5 separate regions of the Mus musculus genome follow, and all the other regions are linked to region 4. The links are chromatin contacts, called in public ChIA-PET, Hi-C and HiChIP or PLAC-seq maps. All regions are on one chromosome and are shown on one strand. The core of a region is the stretch at or near the end of the contact, and the rest is flanking DNA. Distances in the headings are between cores, read along the strand shown.

Region 1 (3,286 bases), core at 431-2,930, 660 kb before region 4:
GTGATTTAAGAGCCCACGGAGATAAAATGAAGTGTAATTACTTCACGTTATTTTATTTTCTGTGACATTCATGCAAGACACCCCTACTCCACTTTCACCTGCATCAGAAATGCTCTCTCTCCACTAATGTGCACTGCAATCTTCCCAGGCCTGTCTGTGCCTGACTGGGCTCCATGACGTCTGGCCATGATGGGCCAGCTTTGGGGAGTCCTTAGTGCCTCAAAGAGGGCAGACTTTGAGGGACAAAGAAAGAAGGGTAACTAAGACATTCTGTATCTCTCTTACACACACACACACACACACACACACACACAGAGAGAGAGAGAGAGAGAGAGAGAGAGAGAGAGAGAGAGAGAGAGAGAGAGCAAGAAAACCACATCCAGTCTGGACTGAAAAAGCAACGGTGAAGGGTGACTACCCCACCCAGTAAATCAAGATGTGGGATTCAAACCACTTCCGCCCTCAGCTTCAGGTCAAGAGCGTCACGTATCTGCATAAGACCTCACAGGGGCGGAGTTGCTGCTGCCAGGATGGGAGTGCAAAACCCCACTCAGGTGACAGGTCACACACCCATGGACACAGCCAAGTAGAGGAGAGGCCAGAATGAAATGACAGATCTGTTCACCTCACGAGACAGGACCACTGGACTCCATTCTCCAAGATCCCAAGGACACAGAGGTGTATAGGCCACAGTCCTTGAACCAAACCAAGATGGCTCTGGCACCAATTCCTGCTGAGCTTCTGCAATGTTCTATACCCATCTCCTAGGCCTGAGATTCTCTCTATGTAGGGACCCCTCATGGACTCAGACACTGAACCCACAGGGTATATTAAGAGGCTCAGACCCGGGCTGAGGCAGTGACTCAGCTAGTGAATGGAGTTTACCCTGACATGGCCTGATGACCAAACGCCCACCCCTGGAACTCATGTAAAGGTAGCAGGAGAAAACCAACTCCACAACATTGTCTCTGCCTACACACACACACACACACACACACACACACACACACACACTACAGAATGTGCGTCCACATACACTAACTTCAATGATAACATAATAGAGGTGACTTTTGAAGGGGTCCAGCCCTTCACTTCAGAGGGCATACTGGTTGACGGCCAGTAGCCCTCTTTGTGCAGAAGGCTCTCTCTACCGCTGGCAGGCATTCCCCATTATCCCAGATGCAAGGAGCCTTAGAGACCACAGTTCTTAGTTTTAGGTGCTGAAGCTACTAAGCTCCTTTCCATCGGATTCCCCATCCCCTTGGGGAGCTTATGATGTTGCTCCAGTGAACTGGCCCACGCCTGCCTGCTGTGCAAGGATCCCAGGTTGTCAGTCTCTCGTCTGCAGACAACTGCAGCCCCTGCGGCGTTACCCAGTCTCAGCTGTGTCTGTAATGTCTATGCAGGCTTATAGACTGGGTCAATTCTTTCTCTCCTTCTGATCTCATCTCTAAAGTGGGGAGGCTAGACAGAGGAAGAGCTTACTCCTTTTCCACATTTGGCTTTGTGTCTGTCCCCAGGGACACCCCGGAGCAAGGACTCAGCCAGTAAGGGCAACAACGCCACAGCAGTCGTGAATGGAAGAGAAGCCCTATGTTTCCACGTTCTGGGTCCAGTGTGCATTCTGTGCCCTAGAGACAGAGACAGGGAGGCAACCCCACAGCCTGAGATGAGGAAGTACGCTCTCCACATCTGAGCTACTTCTAGGGTGAGGGAGGGGCCTCAACTTGATGGTTTCTAGGGAGAGAGAGTTTGTGGCAGGAAGCAGGCCAGAAAAAAAAAAAAAAACCTAAAAACAAAAACAAAACCAGAATCAGCCGGGGAACATCAGCTTGCCACACAGCCTCCCAGGACCTTGGTGGAGAGTCACTGGTACAATGCATCCCCAGAAGTCTTGGAAGGAGACGGGGGTGGGGGTGGGGTGGGGGTGGGGGTGGGGGTGGGGGGGGGCGGGGGGGGCGGGGGGGGAGGAGAGTAGGTTGGGGTTGGGCACTTTCAGGAAAGCTACTGACATGGCTGGGGACAAATAGCATTGTGCAACTTCAGATAAGGTGTGAAGCAGGTGAGACCACATTCAGCTCACACTCAGCGAGAAGGGCTCCTCTTCCTCAGGAACTGGAGCACAGATGTCTACCGTGGTAGCCAGATCTGAGTTGAGGCTCCTCCACCTGTAAACTGGAGGCCTTGGTATTTTGTGGATGTTTCAAGCCCAGGCCTTCGTTTCCTGAGAATAACAACAACTCCTCTTTCAGCATAGGGCCACAAGGTTTAAAAGGTTTGAGTGCTTGGCATATATTAGGGCTCAGCCAACGGCTGCAGAGATGAAGGCTGGAGACTCGGGGAATGCCCAGAAACTCTTTTGATTATTTTGCTGTCTCAAGGGGTCCAGATCTGCAACTGACTCAGAAATATGCCCCACCTCTCCACCCCATCCCCAATTCTTCCTCTAACCCCCACTCCTCCCTGTCCCCCACCCCACCCCATCTCTCTTCTCTGTCTCTCTGTCTCTGTCTCTGTCTGTCTCTGTCTGTCTCTGTCTCTCTCTGTCTCTCTGTCTCTCTGTCTCTCTGTCTCTCTGTCTCTCTCTCTCTGTGTGTGTGTGTGTGTGTGTGTGTGTGTGTGTGTGTGTGTGTATGTGTAAAAGAGAAACAACTGTCCTTCCTGGTCTTCCCCAGACATAAGAAAACAATAGGTACACCCCTCACACACACACACACACACACACACACACACACAAAATACAGCAAGCTGGAGGAAAGCAAGCAGCACACAGCCAGCCTCCTCTGCTCCAGCAGCAGCAGCAGAGCCAGGATCACCTGCAGGTACCACAGTAGCAATGCCCAGAGTTTCTGGTGCCTCCTAGAGCTCCTCTTGGGATGACTGATGCCATATTAGGAACTCAGAGTGGCCTAAGAAGGAGCACTGAGGAGTGTGTGCTGCTGGCCCTTGAAAGGTTGGCCTCCCAGAGTTCTGCTGAGTGCTGGAGATGGAAATGAACGACAGAGTCCTGGTTGGGGGGGAGACCCACACCACCCCAGAAAGGCTCCCTTGTAGCAGGGAAGTAACTTCCTCTCACTGGGCCCCAGCTCTTCTACAGGAAATGAGGGGCGTGCCTTAAGTGAGATCTCAGAGCCCCTCTAGCCATGGGATGACACTGAATGTGGCTGGGCACTTCCCAGGCTTCAGTCCTATTCAAGAAGCACAGGCTGTGGCCTGTGTACCAGGCACCTGTGCCGACCCGGGAGGAGATGGCACATCCTGTTTGCTACTGCCACTGTAAGCTCAG
Region 2 (3,322 bases), core at 421-2,920, 970 kb before region 4:
CGGGCCGGGTAGGAAGCGGGTGCGCCCACCCGTGACGTAAGGGGGAGGGCAGAGAAGGGGGAGGGGAGAGGGAAGCTCCAAAGAGGAGCCATTTTGAGACTAATGGATGCTTTGGCCAGATGCTCGCATCTGTCGAGCTAGGCTTCTCCCTGCCCCCTCCCCCTTTTCGGTGCGCATCGTACACGATTTATGTTTTTATTTAGGAGAATAAATAAATGAAGAGGGGAGCGTGGTCGAGGCCGGAGCGGGCGCTGAGAGGCTCCATCTCGGGGCGGCCGCTCACGTGGAGGTCCCCGCGCGCTCCCAGCTACTCATTAAGATGCAAACGCGAAACTCAGGCTCCTAATGAGGGGAAAATATAGATTCCGGGGGCGCGCGGCCGGCTCGCGCGCGCCCGCAACGGGCCAGGAGCGTGTGCTTGCGTGCAAGCTTGGTGGGAAAGCCGGGAGGGACCCGAGGACACCTGGGCGGCCCACTCGGCGTTGGTTCTCCGAGGCCGGCGGACCTAGGGTGGGCAGTGTGCCCTGACGTGACCCTTGTCTGCGAGCAGATGGGCCCCAGAGTCGAATATCTACGCCTCCTTGGGTGTCTATGCTGGTGACCAGGGACGCTCCAGGCTCGCAGTCGCTCTTCCACGGGTGGCTGCCGATGCATGTGCCCAGGCAGGCCATCAGGCCAAGAAACGGGGTCGGAACTCTGGGTCGTAGCCAGGAGGGCCCCAACTCCGTGCTTTCCCTTCTTCACCATCTCGGGCCCGGAGCACTGCTGAGGAACCCGCCTTGGCAAGGCTGCGGCCAGGACGTAGCTGTCCCCAAAGGGCAAGAGCCCCAAATGGGGCTAGCCGCACTACTGAGCCTGTTGTCCGCAGACTGCCAGGCCCTTCCATCTGCGCGGCCCGCCAAGCCAGAGTTCTCAGACTTCCCCCTCGCCGGCAGCCGCCTTGCATCAGAGGCGCTGTTTATTTGGCTTTCTGAAAAGAAGGGCGAATGAACAAAGGAGAAAAGCGGGGCGCCCAAGGGTGGGAGAGGGGGCAGAAACGGATAAAAGAAAGAGAAACTCAGTTTGGAGAACAGTCTTAGAGGTCGGAGGTAACTTTGGGTGCCAGCATTTTATCGGTCCTAAATCTTTTGAAGTGAAAACATTAAACTGACAAAGTGATTCTGTTTGTTTTATAGTATCTAATTGGGCTGCTTTGCAACCCTAATGAGATTAGAGGGGGGCAATCGTTCGCCGCCTCTGCAGAATCAACTGATCCATTACTACCAGCCACAGGTTTTAAGGATTGTACAGCTTGTCCTTTTTTCCCCCCCTTTTGTTGTTACTCGTTTTCTCCTTCTCCCCTCCCGCCAAATAATTATTTGCTAGTAGATCGTGGGAAAAAAAGAAGAAAAAAAACCTAGCAGCCCAGGACTATAATATATATCTATTTATTATATGTCTTTCGGTTAATTCCTGATGTGAGGAGCGCTGTTTTTCACTCCCAAGCGAAAGTCACCAGCGGGTAGGGCCTGATTGCTACTTTTCATGCATAGTTTTAGACACAAGAGGGCATTGTGACGTCGCGCCTGGCGGCGCCCAGTCGCAGTCCGAGTCCCGTGGCCCCACGTGGGAGCCTCGCACTCCCATTGGCCAACGCTAGGCGAAGCCGCCACATTATTTTGTTACTTTTCAGTCCCTATTTGGAACTGCTCTCGCGGCAGTTCAGACCTCGTGCTCGGCCCCCTTCGCCTGTCTGTGTGTGGTATCCGCAGGTCCGAGGCACTTTTTTTTTTTTTTGAGTGCGTGTACGTGTGTGTGTTGAGTGCGTGTGCTTGTGTGTTTTGGGGGTTTGTCGGGGCGCGGAGAGGAGAGCCAGGCTGGGAGGAAGGAAAGAAGCCGCAGAGCTCCCGGGCTCGGGCTACGTCTCCCCCTCCGGTGCTCTCCAGCCTGCGCGCTCCTAGGCGGCAGGACGCAGACCGCTCCTCGCCAGAGACGCGGCCGATCCACTTGAAAGCAGAGGACCCCTTCGCCGAGGCTTCCTATGCCGGCTGGAGTTAGGATGCCACGGCTCATTATTTGCACCGACTGAGCCCGGAGTTCCTCCTCGACCCTGGGAAGGGCTGGCGGCGGCGGCAGGAGCAGACGGAACAGCAGGCTCTCCTCTCCGAGGGGGGTGGGGGGGCGTCGAAGCGTCCTCGCTGGGCTCTAGCCCTCACCCACGGTCCTCAAGCCGTCACCTCGGTGGCCTGCTTCCTTTCTCTTCTCGCCGCGAGCTCCGGGCCCGACCGCCTCTGGGATCTGACCCGCGCGCCCCGGATGCTCCGGGCTGCCCAGACGCGCCCCCCTCCAGCCTCATCGTCCTGATTGACCCGTGAGGGGACAGGAGAATCCCCCTTCCCGCAAACCCCCGGCCTCGGGATTCCGCACTGGAGCCGCCAGGGAGCCGATGATGTCCACGCAGACCCGGCTTCTGACACTGTTCACGCAGCCGGGGGAAGGCGGCCGGCCGCAGCCGGCCGAGCCCTAGGCGCACAAAGCGCGAGCCCGCCGACGACTTTGCCGCTCGCTCCGCCGCTCTTTGTCTGCACTTGGGGCGCACGCCCGACTCTGGGATTTCGCTGCGAGAGCGGGCTGGGGGGGCCGGGGGCGAGCTCTCGGTTCCCCGGCCGCCCCCCGCTCGGGCTCGCCTCCCCCCTCCCCCGCACGTCCCCGGCTCGGGCTCTCAGCGCTTCCAAGCTCTCGGAATCGCGACCCCTCCCTGCCATGTATCCGCAAGGCAGACATCCGGTGAGTAATTGCAACTAGGCTTATTTAAGCATCTATCATGGCAGGGTAAACGAGGCAGTTTATCTAGCACCTCCATTTTGCTTGTTGCTACCTTTATGGTGCGCGCGCGTGTGTGCGCTCACACAAAGGGGCTGGGTGGGTGGGGGCGCCGTAGAGAGCCAAGGGTAATTGCGCTCGAGTGGCCCGGGCGGCCTGCGTTGGAGGGGGACGCTGGCTTCCGCCCCGGCCCCTCTCCTAAGTCTTCCAACTCGCGCTCTCGGCACTTGGCCGCCAGAGCCCTTTTGGCTTTGGGGGTGGTCGGGATGCCCGCTTCCGGGCCCCGTCGGGAGAGCGTTGAAAAACTTGCTGGGAAGGTTCTGGGCTGTGGGGTGGTGGCCTTGCCGGAGGCTCCCGGCGGGGAGGGGGCCAGGGACCCAGAGGAGGCACGGGGCCGCGTGGAGCCCTTCTGATGTGCCCACTCCTCTCCCCTATGTTGTCCTTGTGGGCTCCAGGCACCCCATCAACCCGGGCAGCCGGGATTTAAATTCACTGTGGCCGAGTCCTGTGACAGGATCAA
Region 3 (3,466 bases), core at 918-3,417, 520 kb after region 4:
GACCTGACATCCTGGCATGATGCACTTTCTTCAGGGCCCACTGCTAGCCGTATCACCAATGCCCTGTGTTCCACCGGGCATTAGCTTCACGAGGCTAAGCAAAACTACATTAGATGCAGGACTTTGTGTTCACAGTGGAGGCTGCGAACACCCAATTCCTTAGAGTGCAACTTAGAGTAAACCTATCCATCATAGGCTTAACCAGCTAAAGATGGCCTGGTCCTCAGTACTGTGTGGAGAGAGCTGGACTCCATTGTGAATTCTGAGCATCCTGAATTCTTACGGGGCTGAAGGCTTCATACAGGTTCTTTGAGGTTCTCCTCACAGACCCACTACTTCATAAGTTACCAGAACAAATCCTGGCACTCACTGGATCACCGAACCAGTGCATAAGCACCAAGAGATGCCTGGACTGCCGTCTGCTGGCCACAGGAGCTCTGGTCTCTGAAAGGGAAACCAAGTTCTGACATGCTTTGAGTGTTTCTCACCACACACTTGGAGAGCCTGGAGCACTCTCCAGCTCCATTAGTGATGATATAAAGAATGTTCATAAAATCTATACTAGTAAATGATTTAGGACGGTCATGCATGCGCGTACGCACACCCACACACACCCACACACCAATGGAAACAAAACCAAACAACAAAAGAAGGGAGAGTTGACAGGTGTCAGGATGCCCTTAGGGGCACATGGCTGACCCCAGTACTCAGTTACTAAAACCCAAGAAGATGCCTCACCCGCCTCTGAGCCCATCACAGAGGTAGGGTATTTGGGGGCCTCAGTTCTGTACCCACCTGTCAAAAAGTACTGCCTACCTCCCTTGCTCTTCCATGACAACTAAACTGTGTCCCCCCAGCCTTCCCCACTCCCACCATACCCACCCCCCACCAAACCTAGGCCCCCAACTATACCTACCCCTCCATACCTAGGCCCCACCATATCTTGCCTCCCCAACCATACCTACCCTCCAAATCATACCTACCCCCCACAAAGTGGGTCAGAACCTCAAGATTCTCACATCTAAAGCAGGTAAGAAGAGGTAGATGGCTCAGGAGAAAAAACAAAACCATTCCACATGGAGGTGTCAGGACCAGAGGGAGGCCATGAGTTTGTGTGCCCTCAGATGGGTTAGCAGGAGACCTTAACTCTCTTCCTCTGGCACCTGCAGCCTTTGGTAGCTCTCATTTGCTCCCTTGCTCCCTGTGTAGTACACAGGCTATGTGACCACACACAGTGACTGACAGTTGGACCAGGCTGGATTTAGCACTTTGTAGGCAAACCAGTCAAGGAGTGTGGATGAGGGAAAGGAGACTTTCAGACCAACCTGAGAACCTAGTCATGCCCAGGGCCCAGTACCAGTTCTAGGAGGCACCCTTTTTCCTGTCTCAGGGGACGGGGAGAGGAATAGAGGGCTGAGAAATTCAGAGTCAGCAGCTTATTATAATACGGGAAAGGGCGAGACGAGGAAGGGAGAGGAACTTCCTGCCTGGTCAGGTCAAACTCCAAGTTCCCTGAGCGGCTAGCTTAAGACTCAGCCCCAGCACCCAACACCATCCCCAGCCCCTAGGAAGTAGAATTGGCTGTGTATTGGCCTTTGGATTATCCTAGCAGCCCATAACGTAGCTGGTGAGGAAACTGAGGCATACAAGAGACGGACGGTCCTCAGCGTGTCCCCAGACATAGTGCATCTGCAAGGCTGTGTTTGAAGCGTCTCTGAGCACTGCTCCCTTGGATAGCTTCTTCTGGAGAGACCGTGTGTGTGTGTGTGTGTGTGTGTGTGTGTGTGTGTGTGTGTGTGTGCGCGCGCGTGCGTGTGCGCGCGTGCTATCTGGCTCCAGCAAGGAGCCCAGCTTAGCCTCGGGAGAGAGCAAAGCTTCCTAAGACAGACTCAGACCAGGACAGAGTCAGCCCCACCCGGAGCCCCCTTTCAGAAGTTAGGCTTCCAAGAAGGAACACCCAAATTGTCCAGTTGCTGCAGAGCCCCAGCCTCCGGGGGCAGGGGCCTCCAGGAGAGTCTGTAAATGGTTTCCTCACAATCACCCTTCTCAGGACGGTGGGGGCATCCACTACTCAGCCGGAATTTGACTCTCATGGCATAGAGCCCGGTCTCCGTGGCAGCGGAGGATTTATTACCAGGCCTCCGCCCAGCATGCTGGACTTTCGACTCCAAGCTGGAGTAAAGAGAACCAAACTCAGTTCCAGGAGTAAGGGGAGCCTGAGGATGGTGAGTGAGGGGCTGTGCCGGAAGGAGGTGGGAAGGGCCCCCGCTGAAGCCCCCTCTTGACTGTTCTTTCTCTGCTACAGGCCAAGTTCCTTTCCCAGGACCAAATTAATGGTAGGTTGGGTTTGTTCTTTAATTAGTAATTCGCCACAAAATGTGTGTCTCATTAGGCAATTTGCTTTGCTGGGTTTTGTTGGTAGGAAGGAAGGCCCCGAGGGGTGGACAGCTGGCCCACCCACAGGCTTGGGGCCAGGTGCTGTGGGGCAGCTGGTTATCTGTTTGGGGGTGGCCCTGAAGACCGACTAACTGACTTCCAGGGCTTGTTATATGTCAGTGTGACTTTCAAGCTGGGTCATAAAAGTGAGCTTGCTTAGTGCTCCAGAGAGCCTGGAAACGGGTCTGGGTGGGAGGCTGGTCATGGAGAAAGGTCACTAACATAGTAATTGAACCAGAGATGGGGGATGGGGCTTTGTAGTCAGTGTAGACAGGCAACAGAACTCAGGGTTACACGCTGGGGCAGGATATTTCTTTATGGACCTTAGACTGTAAAATGAGGGGCTCAGCTGGCACCTCCTGCCTAGTTCAGTGTGGGCACCTTGTTCTTGGGCTTCCCACAGAGCAGAGTTCTGTTTCCCCAAGAGCAGAAAGGCAGAATTAAGTTACACAGGACCTGGCAAACACCTGGCCAGGGATCTGGTGGCTGAGTTTCTGGCAGAGAGGCCAGAGTGCAGCACAGGCCCTTTACGGGATAACTCTCTTTTCCCTGAGGCTGAGCCCCTACACCTGCCCCAACATAGGAGGGAAACAGCCTTGGTAACCCCCTTCTCATTGCCGCTGACATGACACCTTGTCGGTGAGCTAGAACTGCAGGTACACAGGGACACGGAGCTCTGGTGCAGGACACTGTCCAGCAGGCCACAGGGGTGGCTTCTGGTTACCCCAGCAAGGATCTATCCCAGAGATGTAAATGACTAGAGTACAGTCTAGAGCAGGGAGTGACAGCGATGTGTGCCTATTGGTCCTACTCTTAGATTCCTCAACTCCCTATCCCCAAACTAAGGCCCAGAACAGAGGGGACAGTGAGGAGACTCTGCTACACAGAGCCTAGCCCACAGTTAGGGGCCAGGGGCTGGCGGACAATCCACTATGGGAGAATTTGTACTGCTCTTGCAGAAGACCTAAGTTTGGTTCCCAGTACATATACAAGAACTGATCACCATCACCTGTAACTCCATCTCCCAGGG
Region 4 (3,378 bases), core at 454-2,953:
TCTTCACAATTCTGTTTTCTTCTGTCCCTGTCACTTGAGCTCTTGGCTTCTTAGCAGAGGAGGTAGAATGGACACCTCCTTGCTCCGATGTGTTTTGAGAGTTATTCCTTGGAAAGGACTCTCTCACAACACTGCTGATAGCAGGTCCTCAACTTCAGTGTTTAAGAAGCAAGCGAGCATTTACCATCCAAAAGAACAAGAACTTCAAGACTTCTGCTATAACAGATTTTGTACACTACACCTTCTTAAAATATTTGTAATGAAAAACTATTATTGCTTTAAAAACCTTATCCAGAAACATGAGCTGATACATTGGCAAAGAGATAATTTGGAGTTCTTTGTGTTTTTAAAAGGAAACAATACAATTGAAACATTCCAGATATACAGCCTTTGTAAAAATTAACAAAAATCTAAGGATAAGAAATGTCAAATGAACAACGTAAAGAAATTACATATTTACCCAGACGAAATGGTTTTATTTTGTACTTCCAGCTACTTAGAATAAACATTTATCAGCTTTCAAATCCATTTGTTTGATCTAAAAGAACTAACTAAATAAAATACTTAGTTCTAATGTCTCAAAAAAAGAATTACTTTGGGGGTGTTTGCAGAAGCGTGTAGATGAAGACACATAGGAAAAGACACTATGATAAAGTTGTGTGAATAAAATTAAACATGTATCCCGTAATTTGTTCACAGCCGGACATCCACATAGTACCATGAGGTCCGAGGGCTGCCCATAGGAAGCTGGTAACCCAATGGGAACCAGGGCTGTAAAGGTTTCTTAAAAAACGTAACGTGGTCGAACAAAAACAAAACCCAAAGCAACTGTAAGACCTGGCGTAAGTGCCCCCAGTTAGCGACTCTTTGGCAATGCAGATCCAACCAAACGATTAGAATGAAACGTGCAACGCTCTCTCTCAAAAAATCCTATAAAGCCCGTCAATTATGTTCGGCTCTGAGAATCGGCAGTTCCCAGCACCTTCCTTTTCCACTTTTTAATATTTTATACAGTTCTCCATCTGCGGCCTTTCCATTCATTAATTGCCCTATACAAGATCCCCCCGATGACTCTCGGGGAATTGCTTCTTTTAAGACAGGGCATCAGATTGCCAAGCCTCTGGGGTCGAGATCGCGCCCTCGCTCCTTTGGATGTGGGAGCGTCATGCACTTAAGACTTGATTATTTAATTGCGGAGATGGGAGCAGACCGGTCGGAGGGGTTGTGCCAAGTGGGCATCCCGGGGTGTGTGTGTGTGTGGTGGGATTTGTCCTTCGTGCGCTCCAAAAATGCGCGCCCTCCTTGGGCCTGCCTTGTGCCCGCGCGCCCCAGGCCTCGTCCGCCCGCCCAGCACCCAGAGGATGCCCCCGCAAGGACCCCGCCCCTCCCGTGTCCACGCACCTGCGGCCCCGCCCCCGGCCACGAACCTTCAGGTCCACGCACCTGCCCTGCCTTCCCTCCCGCCCCCAGCGCGCAACCACCAAGGTGCAGCCGCGCTCCTCTTCGGCGGCCCCGGTATCTAAAGGGGTCCGTCTCCGGCACCACAGCCAAATGGCTGAGCCTCCCTGGCCCGCTGCGCAGGATGCCCATTGGACCCTGCCCCCCGCCGCCACCACCACTATTGGCTGGCGTCCGAAGCCTCGCCATTTGATTGGCTCTTGTTGCCGCCGCTCCACGCAAGGAGCCGCAGGTCCCGCCTCTACGGCGATCAGGTTAGTGTGCGCCGCGGGTGCTGGGGGCTCGAGAACCGAGCGGAGCTGGTTGAGCCTTCAAAGTCCTAAAACGCGCGGCCGTGGGTTCGGGGTTTATTGATTGAATTCCGCTGGCGCAGGATCCTCTGCAGAAAGAGAGAGCGCGAGAGATGGAGATGGACAAACGGATTTATTTAGAGCTGCGGAACAGGACGCCCTCTGATGTGAGCATTTGCCAAAAATATCTCTGTCGGTCCATTCTCCTACTTTGTGTTATGTGTGCGTGTGTGTTTTGGGGGGAAGGCACTTTTTTATGGAGGGGGGCTCCGGGGAAGGTGTGGGGTTTGGGGTCTGACTGCAAATGAATTGCAAGGTTGGATGGCGGGGGTGGGGGGGGTTGCAATGCCACCGGAGCATGTTTCGTCCGCCGTCGCTGCTGCCCTTGGTGTGTGACTGACTACCTGTGCGTGTGCTCCCGCGTGTGCGGGTATGGGTGCGAGGGTGTGCGTGCGAGTGTGCACCCAGCGGGGGGCCGGCGGGGCGCACGCGTTCGGGTCGGAGGGAAGGCGGCAATTTCACCCTCGTCCGAGCTCTCAGCTCCCACGACTTGCATCTGGATGGAAAAGATGATCGAGGGGAGGAGAAGATGGGCTGCCTCCTGGATTAAACAACAAAAAGGGGTTGTTATATTTTAGAAGCGTAACCCCCTTTCCGCCCCCTCCCGCGCCTGCCCCCTCCCTTTGCAGTCTCTTTCGCTCGCTCGCACACAATAAGTTTTGGGCTTCGCGAGTCCGGTATAGTTTCTGATCAATGTAGCCCGAGGACCCCGGGGAGAGCGCGTGGGGACCCGACTGCTGCGGAGTTGGGAGATGGCTCGAGTTTAAAGCGCGTCTTCGTTTCTCTGCGGGGATGAGGCGAGAGGTGGGGAGCCATATTTGTAACTTTGTCGTGTTCGTGAACGCGCCCTTTCTCTCCCTCCCTCCCTTTCTCTGTCTGCCTTCCTTCTCCTTTCTCTCTCACTCTTTCCACCCCACCTTTGGGCCAGATGCTGTCTTTTCTCCCTTCTTCCTCGCGGAAAGGGAGGGGGGGTACCTTAGGTTAAGGGGGAGGGATTGTGAAGTGTGCAAATGCTCAGATAATCCTCGCGCCTCCCCAACCACGAGCGTCGCTAATGTAAGTTGCCCGGAGGCTGCGTCCCGTTCTGGCCCCCGGCTCCCTCCCCAGATGCCAGCCTTGGCACCCTGACGCCTCATCGGCAGCAGACACCCCACCTTCCCGGTCCTTGCTTCTCCTGGGGTGGGCTCCCTGGCAGCCATTCGGCGCTTGGTTAATAAATGGGCACGAGAAACTTTATCAGAACCCGAGCTGCCCAGAGCTAGTGCCGCTGTGGGGACCGACCCAGTCTACATTCTTGCGGGCACGGCAGGCACGCAGCTCTGGGATGGGCAGTTCGTCTGGCCGTAGCCGTTATGGATTGGGCAGCGGCGGGAGTATGGCAGGAGGAAACTTACACCGGTGGGAACAGGGAGGCTGGGCGCGAGCCCACTGCAAGGGGAAGTGAGGGTTGGTGGGTGACTCGAAAGCTACTGTTTATTTTTGTCTCCCTCTCGCTTTCACGCACTCGTGTTGTCTGCGAGTTGACCCATTCGAGAGACCTTAGGGTCTGCGGTGGAAACCCTAGCCAACT
Region 5 (3,445 bases), core at 804-3,303, 780 kb after region 4:
CCCCCTCAGTCCAGCGGCGTCCTCAGATCCCACCCCTCCCCAAGAGATCCCTTCTTTGTGTGCTGTGTGGAGGGCACTCTCTCACACTGCAGGTGGGAGGGGGAATTGACAAGATCTCTCTGGGAAGCAATTCTGTAACCTGACTCAAAAGCCTGAAAAATATTTGTGCCCTTTGTCCCAGTAATCCTACCTCTAAAAAAAAATCTGCCTAAGGAAATAATCAGAAATGCTGACAAGGGTAGATGTTTAAAGATGTTAATCTCGCTGTTATTTTAACAGCAAAAACTGGAAACAATTTAAAGGCTCCACAGCAGGGGTAACTTAAATAAATTGTACTAAAATGGAATGAAATATCGTGCAATCAGTAAAAATACCATTTTGGAAGAACGGTTGACTGGAAAGTTGCATAAGTGGCCAATCTGTACAGTTTGGGGCTGGGTTCTTGCCATATAAAATTAGCTAACACTTCTGGAATGTCTGCTATTGCATACATACGTTCACTGAGTCCTCAGGACATTCCTGTCCTGTTCATACCATTATCCTCATTTTGTAGAGAAAGAACAGCACCAACGTCTCTGAGGAGGCATCCAGGAACATTTTCTGTAGTTTTTATTCTTTCTTTTCTTTGTCTTTTTTTTGGGGGGGGGTGGGGTGGGGGTAAGGTTGAGACAGATTCTCTGTGTAGTCTTGGCTGTCCTGGAACTCATTCTGTAGACCAGGCTGGCTTCAAACTCACAGAGATCCACCTGCCAAGTGCTGGGATTAAAGGTGTGTGCTACCACTGCCCAGCTTCCAATTCTTTCTTAAAAACATTTTTTTTTAAATGTGAGTGGATGAGTGTTGTGCCCTTGAATCACGTGCATGCAGTTGCTTGGTGAGGCCAGAAAAGGATATAGGAACCCCTGGAGCTTAAATTTCGAGTTGCGAGTTGCCCGGTGGATGCTGGGAATCTAATTCAGGTCTTCTGCAAGAGCAGCCAGTTCTCTTAACTACAGAGCCACCTCTCCAGGTCCTGGTTCCCAATTCTTGAAGAAGGTGGGTTTTTTTTTTTTTGTTTGTTTGTTTCATTTGGGTTTGGGGAGATTTTTGTTAGTTTTCTGTCTTTTTGTCTGTTTGTTTGTTTGTTTGTTTGTTGTTTCTCTGTATAGCCCTGGCTGGCCTCAATCTCAGAGATCCACCTGCCTCTGCCTCCAGAGTGTTGGGATTATAGGCATGTGCCACCGTACTTGGCTTTTGTTTGGCTTTAAGTTTCTGTTATTTGAGGTTTTATTTGTGAGTGTGGTTTTTAGATTTTCATTTGTTCCTTTCCTGTTTTGTTATTTGTTTTGCATTTTTTTGTATCGTTTTTGCCAGCTGAAGTGAATGATTGCTTTCTGGTATTACAGATGTTAGTGTTGAAGAATTTGAACCACACACAGAAAATGAAACCTTTCCCCGAAAGGTTAATCCAATTGCCAGAGCTGGCTCTGAAGTCGAGCTCTCTGCTTTAAGTTTTTAAAATGTGTCTGGGGACAGAGGCACTTTCAAGCAAATGCCACCCTCCTCACAAGTAAATAAACTCCCCAGCTGTAGTTCTTTAAGAAAGCACACTTGGTGTGGGGCTGCTTGTCCAGAGGGGTCCCTTTCTCTTGCAGTGGCTGGTTGTTTGTTTTGTTGTCCTCCCCACTCCATAGTAGGAAACCTCCAATCCAGACGGTTCCAGCCCAAGAGCTGGGAGTTGGGCCGCGAAAACCCCAGTTTCAGTTCTGACACACCGTTCAGGCCGGCAAAGGCTAGCATCTTTCCTTCATGTTCCCTGGTCCCCATCTTTCTGCCGGCTGGTCCACTTATACGACGCTAGTGGTTCCGAAGCTCCTGCGCTCCCCCTACCCCCATTTCCCCTTGAATCGGGACCCTTCGAAGTCTGTTCCACCTAGATAGGCGAGGCCAGAGAAGGGGAGTTGTCACGACCGGCGCTAGCAGCAGAGACAGGAGGCTGGCCTCCGAAGGCTGTTCCCACCCACTCATGGGTCTCTGGAGAGCAGGGCTGGCGGTGTGCAGAGCAGCTGGAGGCTCCTGGAAGGCGTCGCACCCAGGGCGAGCTCGCTTGCAGGAGACCAATGCCAGCCACAACAGTGAGTGGCCTCCTGCGCGGAGCTGTCGCCCTCTAGTGGCAGCGTGAGAAAGGTACAGCTGTTCCCTGGGCCCCACCTCCCCTCGTCACTCTCTCAGACCAGAACTGGAACTTGCTAGAAAGGGAAGCCAGACACAAGTAAGTCAGGACTGGAACCTGGGACTCCAGGCAAATTCCCCATTCAACTGACATCTATAAGGACCTCTAGAAACTATAAGGAATAAGCGTCCCAGGCTTGAGATTTGACTCAGGCTATTGCAATAAGAACAGTTGTTAATGAGGAATGTTTAAAACAAAAGGGAAGAGGGCGGGAGTATTAGATAGATAGGCGGGTAAAGAGGTCACCAGAGAGCACCATAGGAAGGAAGGAAGGAAGTGAGGAGATGGCCTTTTCTCGGAACATGCATATCGTGTGGTCGATTCCTAGCTTTCTCCCGGAACCCAAATTTAGCAGTGAGAATGTTGTCAGCTCAGGCTGCATTTGCCAGCACTGTAAACAGCAACACGATATTGTCATTTGTGAGAGGAAGGAGGAGGCGCTGGGAAGATGGCTCAGGGGTTAAGAGCACTTACTGCTCTTCCAGATGAACTGGAGTTCAATTCCCAGAATCCAGCTCACCACTCCAGCCCCAAGAGATGGGTACTATGTGCCCGCCCGTCCGCGGGTGCACACTCACACACACACACACACACACACACACACACACACACACACACACCTACTTTTTAAAAAATGTTAAAGGAGAAGAAGAAAGGGATACTGGGTGGCCCCTACTATTAGGCAGAAGGGGGATTCCTAGGTCCAGACAACGGAAGTCAAGGCAGGAGCCAGACTGACATGCTGAGTCTAGGGCTGGGGCTGCACGAGGCATAGCTAGATTGCTGAAGGTGGAGACATAAAAGATTGTTCAGAGAGGGACGTCCCCTCGGATGCCCTCCCTCAGTCATTCAGCTGTTACATCTTTAATAATCTTCCCTACTGTTTTCCCACAACATGCCTGGTTATGGCACGGCCCTGTGACCAGTGACACAGCTTTCCCCTTCATCTCTGAAGACCCTCTTAAGAGATGTGCTTTCAAGCCCAGGCCACCCTGCTCTACCCAACTTCTGGCCTATGATCCTGCCAGTGAGGAGAGGTGAGCTTTCATGATCTCCTAACAAGGACTCCAAGTAGAACTGTTGTCTCTGGAAGTCCCAGAAGGGAGTTTGGGTGTGTAGCTCTGTCCATTATCAAAGCCCTGGGTTTGATATCTCGCAATGCATAAAACCCCAAGTAGTGCTGCACACCTGGACTCAGAGATGGAAGGAGGATCAGGTCATCTTCAGCTACAC

Evidence for each region. A called contact is a pair of places that touch in the nucleus more often than the background predicts. ChIA-PET counts read pairs in DNA pulled down with a chosen protein or histone mark. HiChIP or PLAC-seq counts read pairs in DNA pulled down with a chosen protein or histone mark.
Region 1: an RNA polymerase II ChIA-PET map of memory CD8 T cells shows a contact between it and region 4, with 21 read pairs. The contact joins the enhancer-like site here to the promoter of Anp32a in region 4. A contact is called at or near these places in 1 of 39 promoter capture datasets (neutrophils), 1 of 484 Hi-C or Micro-C datasets (CD4 T cells), 1 of 115 datasets of contacts at active chromatin or transcription factors (memory CD8 T cells) and 1 of 9 other capture datasets (adipose tissue).
Region 2: a Hi-C map of regulatory T cells shows a contact between it and region 4, with 7 times the contacts expected there. The contact joins the promoter of Tle3 here to the promoter of Anp32a in region 4. A contact is called at or near these places in 3 of 39 promoter capture datasets (erythroid cells, liver and pre-B cells), 11 of 484 Hi-C or Micro-C datasets (B cells, CD4 T cells, CD8 T cells and 5 more) and 2 of 115 datasets of contacts at active chromatin or transcription factors (embryonic stem cells and regulatory T cell precursor).
Region 3: a contact with region 4 is called in an H3K4me3 HiChIP or PLAC-seq map of bone marrow-derived macrophages, with 5 times the contacts expected there. The contact joins the promoter of Calml4 here to the promoter of Anp32a in region 4. A contact is called at or near these places in 1 of 39 promoter capture datasets (erythroid cells), 1 of 484 Hi-C or Micro-C datasets (embryonic stem cells) and 6 of 115 datasets of contacts at active chromatin or transcription factors (the NIH/3T3 cell line, bone marrow-derived dendritic cells, bone marrow-derived macrophages and 3 more).
Region 5: an H3K4me3 HiChIP or PLAC-seq map of bone marrow-derived macrophages shows a contact between it and region 4, with 3 times the contacts expected there. The contact joins the enhancer-like site here to the promoter of Anp32a in region 4. A contact is called at or near these places in 1 of 39 promoter capture datasets (embryonic stem cells), 5 of 484 Hi-C or Micro-C datasets (CD8 T cells, embryonic stem cells, regulatory T cells and 1 more), 10 of 115 datasets of contacts at active chromatin or transcription factors (the NIH/3T3 cell line, astrocytes, bone marrow-derived macrophages and 6 more) and 1 of 9 other capture datasets (adipose tissue).

What each region holds. Positions count from the first base shown.
Region 1 is chr9:61,679,446-61,682,731 of GRCm38.p6, forward strand. No RefSeq gene overlaps it. Among named protein-coding and RNA genes, the nearest start is that of Gm34770, 20 kb to the left of the region's middle. Within about 2 kb of position 1,681, at least 110 of the 459 cell types and tissues checked have an H3K27ac peak or open chromatin away from gene starts, as enhancers often do. A contact at or near this core is called in adipose tissue and memory CD8 T cells, where this site is marked.
Region 2 is chr9:61,370,696-61,374,017 of GRCm38.p6, forward strand. Tle3 (transducin-like enhancer of split 3) reads left to right here and starts at 1,671. Exons shown (of 20, transcript NM_009389.2): 1 at 1,671-2,766; 2 at 3,258-3,322. The coding sequence starts at 2,743.
Region 3 is chr9:62,855,937-62,859,402 of GRCm38.p6, forward strand. Calml4 (calmodulin-like 4) reads left to right here and starts at 2,168. Exons shown (of 5, transcript NM_138304.2): 1 at 2,168-2,225; 2 at 2,306-2,336. The coding sequence starts at 2,223. It also overlaps the pseudogene Gm10653.
Region 4 is chr9:62,339,640-62,343,017 of GRCm38.p6, forward strand. It overlaps Anp32a (acidic (leucine-rich) nuclear phosphoprotein 32 family, member A), which reads left to right and starts at 1,704. Exons shown (of 7, transcript NM_009672.3): 1 at 1,704-1,915. The coding sequence starts at 1,862. Gm20346 (predicted gene, 20346) reads right to left here. Exons shown (of 2, transcript NM_001378702.1): 2 at 1,863-2,349. The coding sequence ends at 2,285.
Region 5 is chr9:63,122,183-63,125,627 of GRCm38.p6, forward strand. No RefSeq gene overlaps it. Among named protein-coding and RNA genes, the nearest start is that of Gm25064, 9.4 kb to the right of the region's middle. Within about 2 kb of position 2,054, at least 216 of the 459 cell types and tissues checked have an H3K27ac peak or open chromatin away from gene starts, as enhancers often do. A contact at or near this core is called in CD8 T cells, the NIH/3T3 cell line, adipose tissue and 7 more, where this site is marked.